2 separate regions of the Anser cygnoides genome follow, and region 1 is linked to region 2. The links are chromatin contacts, called in public Hi-C maps. All regions are on one chromosome and are shown on one strand. Each heading gives the region's core, a stretch centred on a gene start, on an enhancer-like site or on the middle of the called end of the contact. The rest is flanking DNA. Distances are from core to core; before and after follow the strand shown. Region 1 overlaps KSR1 (kinase suppressor of ras 1). Region 2 holds the start of KSR1 (kinase suppressor of ras 1).

What was found. A called contact is a pair of places that touch in the nucleus more often than the background predicts.
Region 1: a contact with region 2 is called in a Hi-C map of liver, with 2.3 times the contacts expected there. The contact joins the enhancer-like site here to the promoter of KSR1 in region 2. A contact is called at or near these places in 5 of 7 Hi-C or Micro-C datasets (fetal liver, granulosa cells and liver).

The regions. Positions count from the first base shown.
Region 1 is chr18:12,109,259-12,112,086 of Taihu_goose_T2T_genome, reverse strand. All of the region lies in intron 2 of KSR1 (kinase suppressor of ras 1), which reads right to left. Among named protein-coding and RNA genes, the nearest start is that of KSR1, 41 kb to the right of the region's middle. Within about 2 kb of position 1,471, at least 1 of the 3 cell types and tissues checked has open chromatin away from gene starts, as enhancers often do. A contact at or near this core is called in liver, where this site is marked.
Region 2 is chr18:12,067,890-12,070,589 of Taihu_goose_T2T_genome, reverse strand. It overlaps KSR1 (kinase suppressor of ras 1), which reads right to left and starts at 1,298. Exons shown (of 19, transcript XM_066979825.1): 1 at 965-1,298. The coding sequence starts at 1,243. It overlaps LOC106043768 (a long non-coding RNA gene), which reads left to right and starts at 1,326. Exons shown (of 6, transcript XR_010825798.1): 1 at 1,326-2,228.

The sequences.
Region 1 (2,828 bases), core at 222-2,721, 41 kb before region 2:
TACGATTTCCCCAGGAAAGCAGAGCACTTCCTTCATAGCCCGGTCCCTAGCCCAGGCTTCAACAGCCTGCACGAGCAGACGCGAGCAGGGCCAGGTGGGCTGGATGCCCCCTGGGGATCCGACTTCCTCAGCACGGCTCTGTGGCAGGCCCCAGCACCGCCGAGCACCGCTGACCTGCAGCGCTAACGCTCGGGTTAACGGCTGGCACCGGGTATCGAGGCTCAGCAGCTGGTGGTGTTTGGACTGCCACAAATGACAGGTGAGCCTCAATGCTTTGTAAAAGCAAGTGTGGCATCAGATACTGAAAAGGGTTCTCTCTGCCCAGTTTAGAAATCACAGGAAAGCAAATCCCAACTTTATATATGCTTTAAACACATGGAGGGTAGAAGAAAGAAGGAAGTCAGTTTGTTCTGCAAGCCTGTGTCCACTCAAGTAGCCGTGATGCAGTCAGGTTTTGTCTGCTCTCCTTCCCCAAGAAGGGCAAAGTACAGGAGTTACCTAGGACCTGTGCTACAGCACCTGTGACAAGAGCCTTACACCCATGCAGTTAGTCGTCAACGGAGTAAGGAATGGCCCTTTAGGCCTTTATACTGAAAAAACTGAGTACATATTGAAAGTGAACTTCAAGTTGTATCAATGAGGAGGAGCTGACTATTTTTACTTACCCCAAATTAGCTCTCCTGGTTGTGCAAGTATCTACAAGGCTTAACTGGGGAATTCCCATTCCCTGCTGTAAGAGGTATGTGGAATGGCATCTCGGCTTAGCTCCTGGCTTTCTGAGCACAGCACTCACGCCCAAGGGACAACTCACAAGCACAGAATTGTTGTCACAAGCACTACAGATGTGGGAGGGTGGTGGGGAGGGGTGGCTGCAATATTCATGGAGTGGCCGTGGTCCTGCACAGCGTCGTTCAGAGCCTCACAGGCCCTTCTCTCCTTCCCAGAGGAGCACAATTGACATTTACTGGCACAGAGAACTTGACATTTTTGTCCCAGTGCAGCTTCATGGTTAAACTCCAGGATTGCCCATTCTTGCAAATCTGACAGCGTTTAGTGCTTTTCTTTTTTAAAGATCAACCCCCTGCAACAAGGAATCTCCAGCTTTCACTTTAGTTTCCAAGCCTTCCTAGTTGTACAGAAAAAAATTAAGATCAATTTTTGAAAAACAAAACAATCCAAACTATTGATCTTCTTTGAAGTGTCGGGGCATTTTTTTCCCTTTCCCTTACTCATCTGCAGTACACAACCACTAGGGAGGGCTTGAACTCGATCACCCCGAGCTGCCTGGTTTCACTTCCTCAGCAGGTCTGTGCCCTGCAGCCCAACGCGTGGCCACGAGCAGTCACCAGTCACCGGCAGCCCTGGCTCTGCGCTGCCCACGTTGCTCCCTGTCCCAGGCAGTTTCACACAGACACACACCCCGGCGAACAGCCCAGCCTGCTGCTGGCTTGTCCCTGTCCTGGGCCAGCATATAAAGCCCAATTTACTCTTTTGCTTGATAGTTTAATTTTGGAAAAACAGACCAGCAAGTTGTAGGAAAGTATAAGCACAGAAAAGGAGATTATAGTTAAACAATCCCAATGACCTTGAGCTGGGAGCTCAGACTTTCTGAACCTGCTGCCAGTCCCCATGACACGCGACAAAAGAAATAAGCTTTTGAAGAGGGGGAGGGAGGGGAAGTAAGAGGCTTTCATTAAAGAGCCACTCATGTGCTGCACACATACGGTGGCTTAATATAAAACTGGTCAACCTGAGCCCTGCAAGATTGGCCTTATATAATTTATCTCTGTGTTAGCCCCCTCAGCCTCTGTGAAAATGATGAGGGTCACTGGTTCAAGACGGATCTTACAACAGAGCCGATCGGTGCCAGTGCCCTGGCTGAGCGGGTGAGCTGGGAGGGAGGAGGCCCTGGGAGGTGGGCTCCAGCCCCCTTGGTGCAAGGCAATTCTGGGCACCTGGAAAGCAGTCGCTGCCCATCTGCAGCACTGAGGACCAATGTGTGTCCAACAGAGAAATGTGGGTCTCCACCTGCCTCTTCATGGGTGCTGCAGCTTTAAAAAAATGCATCTTTAAAAAAAAAAAACAACCATGCAGCTTACAGGCTTGCTTTAGGGCCGATAGAGGTACCATCTCCCTCAGCACACTTGCCTCGACTACAGAATGACATGTCAAGCTGTGAGACATTCACATGCTACTCTAATAGGGCCAAACTGAGAGAAAAAAAAAAAAAGGCAGGAGATAGAACCTGCTTTCAATCTTTCCGCACCTAGAAGTGGCAACAGCAAAACCTGAAGCCTTACTCACCACACACCGCTCAGCCCAAACCAGGAAATCAGCCCTCTCTACAGCAGGTGAGAGGACTTTTCTACAAAGCCTGCCTGCTTGTCAGACACACAGACTGTGCACTTCACAGTGTGCATGTTTAAAAGGGAGAAAAGCAAACCAGAGTGTCCAAGAGGCCACCCAACCTATTCTAAATTAGCAAGGGTGAAGAGTTCAAGATAGTGTAAGGAGGTCTTTAATCTTGTCTACTGTCCAACTTAAATCCTTGAAACATGGCAAAAAAGCTGATATCTAACACAGTGGATGAGGTATTTTTGGTAAAGACTCTTTCTTCCCTGCAGATAAGCCTACAGAGCTAATGCTGCTGCTAGCACTTGGAAAAATCAGTCTGACCTGCCCCTCAACCTAGTAGACATGGCTCTTCCTATAAAGCCAGACAGCTGACGAGGCCTGAAGTGCTGCCTCTTAAATCAATACGTTCCCTCACCAGTCATCCTCCCCTAAAGCAGCAGATGCTAGGAGGGAAAGCCCATTACATAAGGTGC
Region 2 (2,700 bases), core at 49-2,548:
CAAATTTTTTCCAGCCTTCATTTCTTAAGCGATGTGTTTTACAGCACGTGTGTTTGTTAGAGCTACGCGGTTGTAAGGATTTTCCTTCCTTGAGCCTGATGCTCTAGCTCGATGGCCCCCAGCGTCAGGCTAGAGGAAGGGACCACGGGCCTTCGCGTGAGGCTCCTGCTCAAGGACGGCGCTGGGTGGGAACCGCTTGCTCTGCCCAGAGCAGCATCACCTGCACACGAGGCGAAACACGGGGGGTTATTAAGTACCTAAAGCTCAAACGAACCAAACAAAACCAAATCCAAATTCCCTTTCTAAATACTCGCGCAGACCCGTGTGCAGACTCAGCCCTCATCCGGGAGCACCGCGCGTCTGGTGCACGAACAGTGTCACAGAACCTCCCCGAGCAGCACGACCTCTCTCCCACACGGGCCGCGACGCTGCTCGCCCGCCGCACCGGGGCGAACAGGGCGGGCTCCGATCGGCAAACCGAGCCGGGGCCGAGCGGCGGGCCTGGAAGGGCGCCCCGGGAGCACACCCAGCGACCTGGGCACACCTCGGCCCGCCCGGGGCAGCCCCCGGCCTCCGCCGGTGTCCCGTCCCCCCCCCCCCCCGCCCCGCGCCCGCCCCGCGGGGAGGCCGAGCGCCGCCGGAGGGCCGCGGGGCCGCGCAGCGCGCGCACGGCAGCGAAACGCGGCCCCCCCCACCCTCCCTCCCCGCGGGCCCGGCGCTCCCCGCACCTGTCCCCGGCTGCCGGCCTCCGCCTCCGCCCTCCCGGCACCGGCAGCCCGCGGGATGCCCCCGGCCGGGGGTCCCTGGCAGCGCCCGCCGGGCCCCGCGGCCGCCCCCCCGCCGCCCCCGTCCGGCGGGGCAGGGGCAAGGAGCGCCCCGGGGCCGGGGGAGGCGGCGGGGAGGGGGCAGGCCTCGGGCCCCCGCTGCGGACACCTCCCCCCCCCCCCGCACCCCGGCCCCGTACCTCCAGGGTGCGGATCTCCTGCTGGGTGAGGTCGTTGGAGGCGGCGCACTTGGTGCGGAGCCCGCGCAGGTTGGACAGCGAGATGTCGATGAGGTCCTGGAGCAGCCCGCACTGCTGCAGCGTGCTCCGCACGGCCGGCAAGCCCCGCGCCGCCGGACACGGACCCGCACCCGCACCCGCCCGGGGCCCCGCGCCGCCGCCGGCCGCCGCCGCCTCGCCGCCGCTCCGCTCCTTCCTCTCCAGCATGCCGGCGGCTCGCAGGGCAGCCGCTCTATCCATTCCTCGGCATCGGGAGGCCGGCGAGGAGAGGCGGCGGCGGCGGGGGGAGCGGCGGGCGGGCTGAGAGGGAAGGCGGGCGGCAGGGAGGGAGGGAAGGCGGGAAGGCGGCGGCTCGCCCCGCCCCGCCCCGCCCCGCCTCGCCTCAGCGCGGCTCTCCCCGGGCTGTCGCCGCGCAGTGACAGGCACGGGGCCCGGCTTCGCCTGCGGCCGGCCCGCCTCAGCTCCCCGCTGCCCTCTCGGTCCCCCGCAGAGCCCCTCGGCCCCGCCGCCGTGCCGGCCTCGCGCTGAGGGAGCCGTGAGCGAGCCCTGAGGGGGCCCTGGCGCAGGCCCGCCCGAGCGGGAGGCACCGGCGCGGGGCGGCGCCTTCACCTCAGCACCTGAGGGGCGGCGCCGGGCGGCCGCAGCGCCCTGCCGTGGGCCAGGGCTCCGGCCATTCCTGCACCTGCGGGTGCCAAACGCTGTGAGGAGGTTAGCGAAGGTTAAAAACGGCATCAGAAGTGTGTTTTCAGACTGTCACGGTGTGAGGAGAGGAGCCGGGCCCTCACTGACAGGGCTCTGCCGTTACACCACGGTGTAAAATACGGTGTAAAACGCTACACCACGGTGTAAAATAAATACCAGCCATGTTCTCGCCATAACCAAGTTGCCTACTAAGGCCGTAGAGTGCTCTCCTGAAGTAGCCTTTCCCAGATGTTCTATAAATCGGCCAGATACATGTTTTATTTGACATAAACGTCTACCTAGTAAAGAATAAGTGCAGGTCTAGCACATGAAGTGGGCATTATTATAAACATCTTGTAGTGAATATAAACACTCGAGTGCAGGAGTTGTACGGGTTCACTCATATCATGAATAGGAGGGAAATTTATTACGGCCTTGTGGAACCGCCGTGGACAAAGCTTTCAGCACAGGACCTCGAGGAAGCCGGTGCGGGGAGCTGCGAGTCCTGGCTGCCTGGGGACCTGCACAGGGCCGATGTATTGCGGTAGGTAGGAGATGTCACTGCAGGAATAATGCCTCCCCGCTATTAGCAGGGTGACGGCTGTTCGTCTCATGTGAGGGATCCAGAAGGGCAATTTAGTTGCACCCTGCTGGCAGAAGATTGCCTCTTTAATTTGTGAGAGATTGACACCAGATTTTAAAAGCTAAAATGATACCCGAGCCACATGTGGCAATACAGTAAAGAGGTTTATGCAAAAAAGGAGGGAATACACTATGAATGTAGGGCATGAGGCAGTGGAGCAGGGCAAATCTGTTGACACAGCTGTTTTTCTCATGATTGGATGGGTATTGGTATATCTGTTAGCTTGGCTGCATTTGCATCGAGTAGTGTGGCATAAACTGTTCAGTAATTTTCTTAAGCAGGTGGATCAGGCTAAGTATTTGATTCCATTGCCATTATTCACATGCTCATGTAAATTTTATATATACTAAGGGCTTTGCTGGATTAGGGTTTA